Linked DNA regions of Mus musculus: all the other regions are linked to region 3. The links are chromatin contacts, called in public HiChIP or PLAC-seq and promoter capture Hi-C maps. All regions are on one chromosome and are shown on one strand. Each heading gives the region's core, a stretch centred on a gene start, on an enhancer-like site or on the middle of the called end of the contact. The rest is flanking DNA. Distances are from core to core; before and after follow the strand shown. Region 1 holds the start of Klhdc8b (kelch domain containing 8B). Region 2 holds the start of Usp4 (ubiquitin specific peptidase 4 (proto-oncogene)). Region 3 holds the start of Traip (TRAF-interacting protein).

What was found. HiChIP or PLAC-seq counts read pairs in DNA pulled down with a chosen protein or histone mark. Capture Hi-C pulls out chosen DNA fragments and counts their contacts.
Region 1: a contact with region 3 is called in an H3K4me3 HiChIP or PLAC-seq map of bone marrow-derived macrophages, with 5 times the contacts expected there. The contact joins the promoter of Klhdc8b here to the promoter of Traip in region 3. A contact is called at or near these places in 4 of 39 promoter capture datasets (cranial neural crest, liver and pre-B cells), 1 of 115 datasets of contacts at active chromatin or transcription factors (bone marrow-derived macrophages) and 1 of 9 other capture datasets (liver).
Region 2: a contact with region 3 is called in a promoter capture Hi-C map of adipose tissue. The contact joins the promoter of Usp4 here to the promoter of Traip in region 3. A contact is called at or near these places in 2 of 39 promoter capture datasets (hematopoietic stem and progenitor cells and neural stem cells), 1 of 484 Hi-C or Micro-C datasets (B cells), 1 of 115 datasets of contacts at active chromatin or transcription factors (bone marrow-derived macrophages) and 1 of 9 other capture datasets (adipose tissue).

Annotation. Positions count from the first base shown.
Region 1 is chr9:108,450,827-108,454,574 of GRCm38.p6, forward strand. It overlaps Klhdc8b (kelch domain containing 8B), which reads right to left and starts at 1,975. Exons shown (of 6, transcript NM_001359428.1): 1 at 1,491-1,975; 2 at 50-565. The coding sequence starts at 425. It also overlaps a transcript of Ccdc71 not described here.
Region 2 is chr9:108,345,768-108,349,385 of GRCm38.p6, forward strand. It overlaps Usp4 (ubiquitin specific peptidase 4 (proto-oncogene)), which reads left to right and starts at 2,064. Exons shown (of 22, transcript NM_011678.2): 1 at 2,064-2,251. The coding sequence starts at 2,151.
Region 3 is chr9:107,949,228-107,952,793 of GRCm38.p6, forward strand. Traip (TRAF-interacting protein) reads left to right here and starts at 1,736. Exons shown (of 15, transcript NM_011634.3): 1 at 1,736-1,945. The coding sequence starts at 1,848. It overlaps Camkv (CaM kinase-like vesicle-associated), which reads left to right. Exons shown (of 11, transcript NM_145621.2): 11 at 1-464.

The DNA of each region.
Region 1 (3,748 bases), core at 725-3,224, 500 kb after region 3:
AAAAAAAAAGGAAGCTTGGGGCAACTGAGGGATGTTCTAAGCCACTCACCTCTCTCCACAGTCGCAACACCCATGGCCGCTTGAGGGAGGGTAGCCCGGCGCTCCCAGCGGCCTTCGTCAGCCAAGAAGGCCTCCACAGCAGCTACTGGGCTTTGGACTTCGTCCACGCCGCCTACCACTAGCACCTGCTTACCCAGAACCACAGCAGCGGCACCAGCCCGGGCAGTGGGCAGGGGTGCTAGTGCTAGCCATGTGTGTGAGCCCATGTCCAGAGTCTCAGCAGTATCCAGAGGTAACCCAGCCCGGCCACAGCCCCCCAACACCAGCAGGTGTCCGTCCTGGTGTGCCACTGTACCATATACCCGGCAAGTCGGCATTGGGGGGAACACCTGCCAAGCAAAGGCCCGACCACCTCCTGCAGCCATGGTACTCGCTCACTGCCCGTGGTAGGCCATAGTATCTGCTCAGGCTGTGGGCCTCACTGGGGGGACATGATAAGGCCTCATCTTGATTCTGTCAGGGCTGGATGGGTGTGTCTGCCCAGTCCAAGGGATCTTGCCTTGACCTGGAGGGGAGGCAGAAAACAAAGGGTCAGGGCCACTGTCAAGAAACAGATGAACAACATGTAGCTGAAGGCAGGCCAGGCCCAAAACCACTCGTGCAGAAAGACCCACACCTTTGACTAACACTCTACTGGTGAAGGTCCTTCTATAGTGGGAAGAATAGATTCCAGGTACCCAGAAGGCGTTCTCGGTTCTTGTGGGAACATGAGGGATTCTTCCCTCCCCAACCTTAAGAACTAGCAAATAGTAACTTGATCAATTTAGAGTGGAAGGGAAGATAGAGCCCAAATCTCCATCCTAGCGTGCTTCCTGTCCCAACAAGTCTTATCTCAGTGCTCCAAGAGAGTTCTGCATCCTCTACACACTGGCATCTAGTGTGCCTTCAACAACCTGGGTCCAGCCATCAGGGTCCCTCATCCTGTAGTCCTTACAAGAAGGATCTTCTACAAGGTATAACCATTTATATCAGCAAAAGGCCAGTCTCATATGCGAGACCCAAAGGGGCTAGACTCCAGGATTCCACACTCCCTTTGAAGTCCATCCTTTATGGGTGTGGCGATGCCAGCAGATTCCCTGCTGAGGAGGTTTTAAAAGGCTGGTGTAGAGAATCTCTTGAGCACAGGATTAGAAGGTCCCTGAGTCCAGGGCTTTTCCTGTAGGAATAAACGGCTGGATTCCTGACACCCCCCACCCAAGAGCACATTCCTTAGCCTCCCCTTTTGCTGTGTGTGTATCTCTCTGTGTCTATGTCTCTATGTGTATGCTGGGGGTCTCCACTCTCAGTCCCGGGATTTAACAGGGACGGCCTCCTGGCCCCAAACTTCCAACTCAAAGGAGAGTGGGGGGCGGGTCTGGCTAGTGGGTTTAATTAAGGTTCTATCCTTCATGCCCCAAACTTCCCCTGCGCGAGGTTCCCGCGGGACTCACCTGCTGGATCTCAAATGTCGCCAGGGCACGGGGTCCGCTGTTCCGCCTCCGCCTCCGCTGGCTCCGGCTAGGGCTGAAGCTGGGCTCTGGTGGGGCTCCCGCACCGCTCCGGCGTGGGGCGGGGCTGGACCGGGTCCGCCCCTCGCTCCCCCCTCCCCAGATTCGGGGAAACCTCCTCCCGCCTTAACTCTGCACATGCCACGGCAGGAGTAGGGCGCACCGACCCACGGTCACCCAAAATGAACAGACAGGCATATGGACATCCGGCCGGCCAGGATTTAGGGCTCTACCTGGGGCGATGATAGAAATGAGGCAGCGGCGAGCAACACAACACCGGTATGGTGGGATCGGAGGCGGGTGTCGTTGTGAGTCGGATCCACTCTGGGTACAATCAGCCAGGGGCTAGCCAGTGGAACCTGGGGCCTTTAGGGGTCGGAGTCCGCCCATCACAACTGAGCTTGGAGGTGCCAAACCACAAGCTTCCCAGCGGCGCCCCCTAGAGGCCACTAGGGCTGTAGCCTGGGCCTCTGGTTGGGGAGCCCAGCCGAGCTGTCCTAACCATGACACAAAGCAGGACACAGAAAAGATCCCTTAGTGTATATGGAGACTAGCAGCTTGTAGGGTGGAGGGGCAGACTGTACTAGCCTTGGGGCCTATCTAGACCTTCTTTATAGAAAAGTAGGTTATTTTTGCTTCGATCCGAGCAGTGGATGTGCACAATCAGCCAGATGCCAGGAGTCTCTCTGCCTAATGCTACTCTGGGGCTACTACTCAGAGGTTGGGTGACTGTTCATCTTCAGGGTACAGAGCTCATCTCTAGCCAACTCCGTGGTCATGTGATAGCAAACTGGTGTGACAAAGACTCCCCTGGAGTGAGAATTCTGAAATTTTGATTTCTTTTAACATCAGAGAAATCGTATAGGAATATGTTTTTGTTTTAATGCCAGGTGTGGAGATACGGGGCTGCTTCCCAGCAGCTGACTACGATTTGCCTGTGTTCTAGCAAAAGCAGGGTTTTGCCAGCTGCACATAGTTTCTGTGATTGTGTTATGTTTGGAATTCTGGGTACTTCTCAGAGGATATAAGTTTGAGAGCCCTGGGGGGTGGATGGGTGGTTGTTGGCCATCAGTGGGGAGGGGACTAGTTGCAGTTTGTTAGTTGTCAAAAGAAATTAGATTCAAGGACCTCTATTTATCTCTCCCCTCTATCCTTCTTTCTCTCCTATCTAGTGATAGGGGTTGAAACTGGGGGATGAAGGGTGGGAAAAAAACCCACAAAGTAGCAAAGACCAGCTGCATCCACCTACCTCTGATTCACACTTTGGCTCAGCCTATCTTGTGAGCATTCTGATCAGCCGAAGCTTCCAGTTGGAAAGCTTGTGTGAACAGCTCCTGCACTTGTCTGTGTCTGCTCATTGATTCCGACCCTTTTGTGTACAGTGTTTAGCTTAATTTTCCCAACGCAGATCTTGAGGCAGTGACACAAGTGTGTGTGGTTAGTGTAGGAGGTGAAGCCAGGAAGCACCCGCAGAGAAGTAGCAAGAAGACCAAGGAAAGCAGCCAATAAAGGAGGTACCATCAGTTACCACCGTGGGTAACTGCAACCTGGGGATTCTGGGAGGTGACTAGAAACATGGGTCTTATATTGTTACTGCTCCCAAGAACAAGGGGACCTAAGAAACCCACCTTCACATCCCCAGGGATCATACAGTACTAATGCCTTTGCATGCCCAAAATTCTGACTGTCCAAAATGTGGATGAACCCTTCTTTATGACTAAATAGAGCCTATAGCTCTCTCAGTGGTTGTCAGTTTGAAGTGAAGGGCATGTCTAGAAATGATGGCGCAAAGACTGGCCTCAAACTGCACAGACTCTAAAGGGCCCTTCTCTACCACTCAGTGCCAAGTCTCCCATCCTCAGGCTGCTCCTCACTTGGGGCTCTGGTATGTACCCCATGTTCTCGTGTCCTCATGTTCCCCACTGTCCCTGTTCTAAGCCCCCTCTGCTTGCTTTCCTACTGTTTACCACTTACAAGCATCTGCTTTTTAATGTCTCCCAGTCTAAGTCAAGGCTATCTCTTTCTGCTCCCTCTGAATTCTGAAGCCATCTGTCCCCAGATGCCACTGCCTTGTTATCTGCCACCTCGTCTCTTGCTACTTCTTCCTCCAAATTGTTTTTGAAGCAATTGCAATTCTTGTTTGTTTCTAGACAGGGTTCTCTGTGCAGCAGTCCTGACAGCCCTGGAACTCGCCTTGTAGA
Region 2 (3,618 bases), core at 814-3,313, 400 kb after region 3:
GGCAGGCAGATTTCTGAGTTGGAGGCCAGCCTGGTCTACAAAGTGAGTTCCAGGAGAGCCAGGGCTACACAGAGAAACTCTGTCTCGAAAAACCAAAAAAAAAAAAAAAAAAAAAAAAAAAAGAAATATACCTGCCTCTGCCTCCCAAGTGCTGGGATCAAAGGCCTGTGCCACCACTGCCCGGCAAAATTACACCTGTGAAGTAGCAACAAAATAATTTGGTAGGGGGGTCACTACAACATGAGGAACTGTATTAAAGACTCCCAGCATAAGGAAGGTTGAGAACCATTGCTCTCGGGGTTACAATGCTCTCTGGCCTGAGGGTGCCTGCATACAGGTGGTGCACATACATTTATGCAGGGCGCACACACATACACATAAAATAAAATGTATCTTTTTTTTTTAATCTACTGGGAAGGTGAGGGAATTGGGGGTTCGTTTGTTTTGTATTAGTTTTTTGAAGGACATGCTTTCCTATCCGCCAAGAAACTGTTTTACTTGCCTTACTGTTAAGAACAGGATTTGTGCCAGGTGTGGTGGTGCACACCTTTAACCACAGCAGGAGGCAGAGGCAGGCGGATTTCTGAGTTCAAGGTCAGTCTGGTCTACAGAGTGAGTTCCAGGACAGCCAGGGCTACACAGAGAAACCCTGTCTCGAAAAAAAAAAAACCGAAACAAAACAGGATTTGCCTGAAAAGCAAAAGCTCACCAGTTGCCCGGGCATCTCCACAGATGGCTTTCTACCATGCTTTTAAACCTGTTCCAGAGCAAGATTTTCAAGACTTGCAATCTTTTCTTTTTCTTCTTCTTCTTCTTCTTCTTCTTCTTCTTCTTCTTCTTCTTCTTCTTCTCCTTCTCCTTCTCCTTCTCCTTCTCCTTCTCCTTCTCCTTCTCCTCCTCCTCCTCCTCCTCCTCCTCCTCCTCCTCCTCCTCCTCCTCCTTCTCCTTTTCTCCTTCTCCTTCTCCTTTTCCTTCTTCTCCTCCTCCTCCTTCTTCTCCTCCTTCTCCTCCTCCTTCTCCTCCTTCTCCTTCTTCTTCTTCTTCTTCTTCTTCTCCTCAAGACAGGGTTTCTTGTAGCCTTGGTTGTCCTAAAATTCTCTCTGTAGACCAGGCTGGCTTCGAATTCAGAGATCTGCCTACCTCTGCCTCCTGAGTGCTGGGTTAAAAGCCTGTGCCATCACCGCCCGGAAGAAAACGGAATCATTGTTTCAGGAAAAAATTAAGATGCCTGGACCTCTGTCGGCTTCGGTGGTTGCTACTCTCTCCTTGACCTGGATGGCTGACAGGATACAAAGTTGTTTAAGACAACTTTGTTTTTTGCGTCTATTTATGACTTTATTTTTGTTTTTTGCAGGTGTGGTGATGTATGCTTTTAATCCCAGCACTCTGGAGAAAAGGGCAAATGGGCCTAAATTCGAGACTAGCCTAGATTACATAAACAGCTCCAGGACAGCAGCTAGAAGAAACCTGTCCCAAACAAACAACAAATTTCACTATTGTGTGCCTGTTTGGCGAACGCGTGCCACAGTGTCTGTGTCGAGAACAAAGGACAACTTTAAAGAGTCAGTTTTCTTTTTCCACTTTTACACGGGTTCTGGGGATCAAACCCAGTTGTCACCCACGTAGCCATCGCGCCGGCCCTTGTTTGAAACAACTATTAATGGCTGGACCACACCGGACAGTCCAGATCTCAATGCGTCCGTGTGCACTTGGCTACAGGGGCTGCCGAGGCAGTAAATTCAATCTCGCATTTAGGCAGTCTTGCTGAAAGCCGCATGGAACCGAGTGGAAACAAGAAAAGCAAGCGGCAGGCTCCTCCTGCACGGATTTAGCATCAGGCTAACCTCACAGGCCAGGATGGAGCGAGTGACTGATGGGTCGAGGGCGGGCCAGCAGTCAGATCGCAGGAGCCGCTCAGACACGGGTGGATGTGGCCGCCGCCTCTGGGCGTCCAGCCTGCTTCTGTCCGCTTCGGCTCCGGAGGGGGCGGGGGGGGGTTAACAGCGCGTGGGGGCGGGGAGAAGAGGCGAAAGTCGACGGCGGTGCCGGGCGCGCGCACGTGCGTGGTTACGTGCGTGCGTGGGCGCGGCCCATAGCACGCCGTGCGCTAGGCGGATGTCCGGGCCGGCTGGGCCGGGGCGGCGGACGAGATGGCGGAAGGCCGGGGCAGCCGTGAGCGACCGGATGTGGAGACCCAGAAGACGGAGCTCGGAGCCTTGATGGGGACCACGCTCCAACGTGGGGCGCAGTGGTGAGCGTCCGCCCTGCCCTCCTGCGGCGCAGAGCGTCTAGCCGGCTCGCTGGCCCTCAGGCCGGACCTCTGTCCTCAGTTTTAGGTGGAGGCGGGCCGGGGGCGGTGCCTGGAGTCTGAAAGAGTGGCTTGACAGCGGCCGCTGATGAAAGAAACCCCGGGATCAGCTGGGGGACAGCGCTGACAGGCGTGGGGTTTGTCCCGGTCCATTCGGATTCACAGTAGTCTTGGACCGGCGGGGACAGGGGGTGTAGAATATAGAAAAGGGGGCGCGCTGGGGTCGGCGGGAGCGGGAAGGTGGGGGAAAGCACTTAACCACCGAAGACTTGGGCGCTTGATGGTGACCTTGGTGGGGGAAGTTTCCACCCCTTACACACCTCCGATCCTTAACAATTAAAACCTCGGTAGCAATTTGTGGCTTAGGACGCTCCTGGCGTGGAGAGAGGATCCGAAGTGGATACTTTGTAACTTGTAAACTGTGATACTTTGTAACTTGTAAACCGTGGGACAGGATTCAAAGCCAAAAACTAGAAGCCAGTTGTCAGATGGTCCGGGACAATTGTAGCAGTAGTTAGATGTAAGAGTGGGAGGGGAGGGGAAGGGAGGGGAGCTTGACTCCTGGAGCAAAATAGAAGATCGAAAGTTACAAGACTTTGCCAGGCACGCTGGCATATGCTTTATTGGTTTGCAGGAGCAGAGGCTGTAGGATTGCTGTAGGTTCAGGGCTGGTCTCATACAGTGAGCAGCACCCCCCCCCCAAAAAAAAAGTTCCAGGTTTACTAGAGCAGATTCAAATATGAGGCCTCTTAAGAGATTGTTAACTAGAAGGGATTGTACTCCCCAGTCGGGGAGAAATGCCTGGGTGGTGCTGCTGTGTAGGAGTCAAATAATAGGGTAGGTTTCTCATTGATTATGACCAATATGAGGACTGAAAAAGAGAACAGAACTTATGTGTTTGGGGTGTGGTCTAGGTGTAGTTTATGGTGTTTAAATTGAGCCAGTGAAAGGCCAGACAAATAGAGAGAGGTACTTTAGAAATTCTGCAAAGGGATGACACAGAAAGAATATTCAGGTTGGTCTGGATGCTCATGCCTGTAGTCTTAGTCCTGGAGGAGTATTGCTGCCAAATTTCAGGGCCAACCTCAGTGACATAGTAAAAGCCTTGTCTCAAAAAAAAAAAAAAAATGGTGGTGGGTAATGTGATTAATAACTTAGTAACATAGTTTTACTTGTAGAAAGAGTCCATTTGAAATGATTGCTCATGGGCTGGTGAGACTGCTCAGCATCTGAGAACTTAGATTATTCTTGCAGTGCCTGAGTCTGAGGCCCAGCACTCGGGTTTGGTGCCTCCCTGCCATCTGTAACTC
Region 3 (3,566 bases), core at 486-2,985:
AAGAAAGAGACCTTTGCCATAGCCACCTCATGCAGGCTCAGGCAGTAAATCCTATTCCTCCCAGGGAGGCGTGGCAGCACCTCATAGGCTGCGTTGGGAGCATGCTTTTCACAGCAGCAGATTTTCTGCTCTTAGTGCAGCGATATGGGGAGGCTTTTCCTCTTTGTCTACCATCAGAGGCTGAGGTATTGCTCAGCCATGTGAAGTAGCTCTGGCTGGGATGAGGAAGTAGACTACAGTTCCCCAGCTCCCTGAGGGATGCTCTCAGCAGGTGCCCTTGGTCAGACCCTACCACAGCCTGAACAGGCAGCCACGCTGGTCCTTGCCCTTGCTCGGCACTCCATGGTGGTCCTGCCCTTCTCCCTGCATGCCTGTGGGTCTGCTCTGGTATGTGAAGGTTGGTGGGCTAACTGTGTGCCTACTGAACCTGGCAAATAAACGTCACCCTGCAAAGCCTCTGGCCACCCTCTTGCCTTTGCTTCCTCTGTCCTCTTGGGGAGGAGCCTATGGAAGGCAGTGCGGGAGGGACGAGGCTGTGGGACGATCAGTTTTTGGGTAGCGGTTGATGCTTAGTGTGTTGCTTGGAGTGAGAGTGGAGGTCACCTTCTCCAGTGTCTACCTGGATGATGTTGATGGGACTCCTCTGGACGCTAAAAATCCCACGAGAGTGGTGTGTTTCAGCTAAAAACTATCCCGAGCTGAGCGCCGAAGGGCTGACGCTTTTCCGATTCTTGTTGACAAAGAGCCTTTGTCTTAACTTGGACTTAGAGGTGGAATCTACTCAGGGCCAACCACTATAGGAAGTGACCTTGCGCGTGGGCACAGTGGGGAGAGGGTGGGATTGCACAACAGTTCTGTGCTTCTTGATGCCTACTTCCTGTGAATACCTGTGCTTTCCACTTAGACCAAAAAGATTTCATTCTGTCTTCCCCGGCTGGAGCAGACCTACTTTATAAAGTTATGTATGCTTCTTCTGAGGGAGTAATACTGCTAACGATACCGTAAAAATCGCTAAGGAGCCTCGCTTCAACTCAAGATGGCCTTTCTCAGGGAGGACCTTAAATTATCTGATGTGGGAATAATAAAGAGGGTTTGTTATTTCCTGGTCTTTGAAGCATCTGTACCTCCAAAATCACCATCCTACAGTCTCAGGTATGAGGCATTCTGGGAGGAAAGGGCTAAATTACTAGCTCCAGTGTCTACCTAATCTCAAAGGTTATTAGGTCATATTTGAATAAAGCCAGGACTAGTGTAGTGGTTCGAAGGGCTAGGACTTAATGTGTCCACCTTTCCAAGATGATCCATAGTAGAAGGTTTAGAAAGTGGGGAGCCCTCTTTCTGTTTGGGAACTGTGGGCTGCCAGCGTATGGCCTATTACTTTCCATAGCCATGGTACCATCATCCCCTTTTCTTGGCATTCCAGTCTATTTGACTGCCCTGAAGTGCAGCAAGAAGGGGTCTGGTTCACTTCGCACCGGCTCTAGCTTGAGACAATACCCGGCTTAGCAGGGATAGGGGTCAGACTGTAGTTTCACTGTTTTACGCCACAGGGGATCGCAGGGTTTTGCGGTAGAAACAGGGACCCACTCCCAGGAGACCCGAAGGAGCTAAATCCCAGGATTCCGCACGGCTGGCGGGCTGCTTATCACAGCCCTCCAGCGCCCCGCCCCGAAGTTTGTCCAATCAGAGGGAAGCACTCAGGCGTGGGTTTGTTATTCCTTCCGGTTCACTACCGGAAGTCGTGCGGTGGAGCGAAATTTGAAGGAACCGGAGCGGTGGCCGGTTCGGCCACCAAACTGTGTCTGTCGCTGGCAGCTGGTTCCCTGGGCTGCTTGAGTCGAGCCATCATGCCTATCCGCGCTCTGTGCACTATCTGCTCCGACTTCTTCGATCACTCCCGTGACGTGGCTGCCATCCACTGTGGCCACACTTTTCATCTGCAATGGTGAGTGACGGCGGTGTAGGGCCCCGTGCGTGTCCTAGAACCACTTAGACGCTATGGGGGTGTCGGGCCTAGAGACAATCCCTCCTCCGAACTAAGACAAGTGACGACGACATTAGAGGAGCCTCACGGAAGCTTTCCAACCTGGGCCGAAGTGGGCCAGGTGGAAGTGATACCGGTAGCCCACGGTGAAAGAGTGCTTCTTTATTGCGCTAAGAAATGACTTCAAAACTATTAGTTTGAGCGAAGATGAGCTTTTACTGCACTAACGAGCTATTGTATTTTATTTGAGAGTCAAGAGACAGACCAACAGCCGGGCGGTGGTGGCGCAAGCCTTTAATCCCAGCACTTGGGAGGCAGAGGCAGGCGGATTTCTGAGTTCGAGGCCAGCCTGGTCTACAGAGTGAATTCCAGGACAGCCAGGGCTATACAGAGAAACCCTGTCTCGCAAAACAAAACAAAAAAAGAAACAGACCAATTTATGCTGATAGGTTTCTGGCAATCTTTAAGGGTCTGTCGTTTGCTGGAATGCTTTGGATTGTTTCTATCCAGAAACACCTCGTTGATCAGACACTCCAGTACACCTGGCTTAACTTGGAATGGCAAGGAAGTGTGTTCCTGTCGTCGAGGGGTCCTGATGTTCAGTTGTCTTGTGGGTGACGAAAGAGTCCCTTTGCAACTGAGCAGGCTGATCCAAAGCTCCCAACCAAAGAGAAAATAAGGTAGAAGAGAGGTCTCCTTTGGGAGACTGGGAGGTTTTTGAGGGGCAATAGGGCCCACAAAGCAGGAAGTGGTGTGAACACTTCTGGGTGTCTCCCATTTGCAAAGCTTTGTTTAAAACCGACCTTAGAGTCTGTTGTGTTGCATATCCCAGTACAGGCTGGGGAGGAGGGACAGTGTGGAGACTGAATGATTGGGAGTTTTAAGGTTAGTCTCAGCTACATAAGTAAGGCAAAAGTCAGCCTGAATTTTCCCAGACCTTGTGTCAAAAAGACAAACAAACAAAACCACATAATACAGTGTTGTGTGGCCTGAGCTCCATTCCTAAGGAGCCATTGTGTAGTTAGGTTAGAAGTAACCCCGCCACTAAAGCTACTTTGTATCACCTGCTCTCTCCCTAAGCTTTCACCTTGGACTTTCCTGTGTAATTATGTTTTAGGTCTGTTTCTTGAAATCATATTTGGCTTTAAAAATTTGGTACTAAACTGAACCTTTTTAAGCCTTAAGTGTGAGCTTACTGATGAAATTTGTCATATTCAGTATTTTCTATCTTGTTCCACCTGTTGGATTTTGTGGGGGTTTTCTTGTCTTTTTGTTTGCTGTTTTCAAGAAAGTGTTTCTCTGTGTAGCCCTGGCTGTGCTGGAACTCACTCTGTAGACCAGGCTGGCCTCGAACTCAAGCTAGATCTGCTCACCACTGTCTCCCAAATTTTGGGATTAAAGGTGTGCGCCACCACACCCACACCTAGCTGATTTTTTTAATCTTATTTTTATTTTAAATTATGTGTTCTATGTGTATGTCTTTGTGTGGCTATGTGCATATGAGTATGGGTAACCTCAGAGGCCAGGGTCATCTGATCCCCGTGGGGCTGGAGCTAGACAGTCGTGAGTCACCTGATAAGAG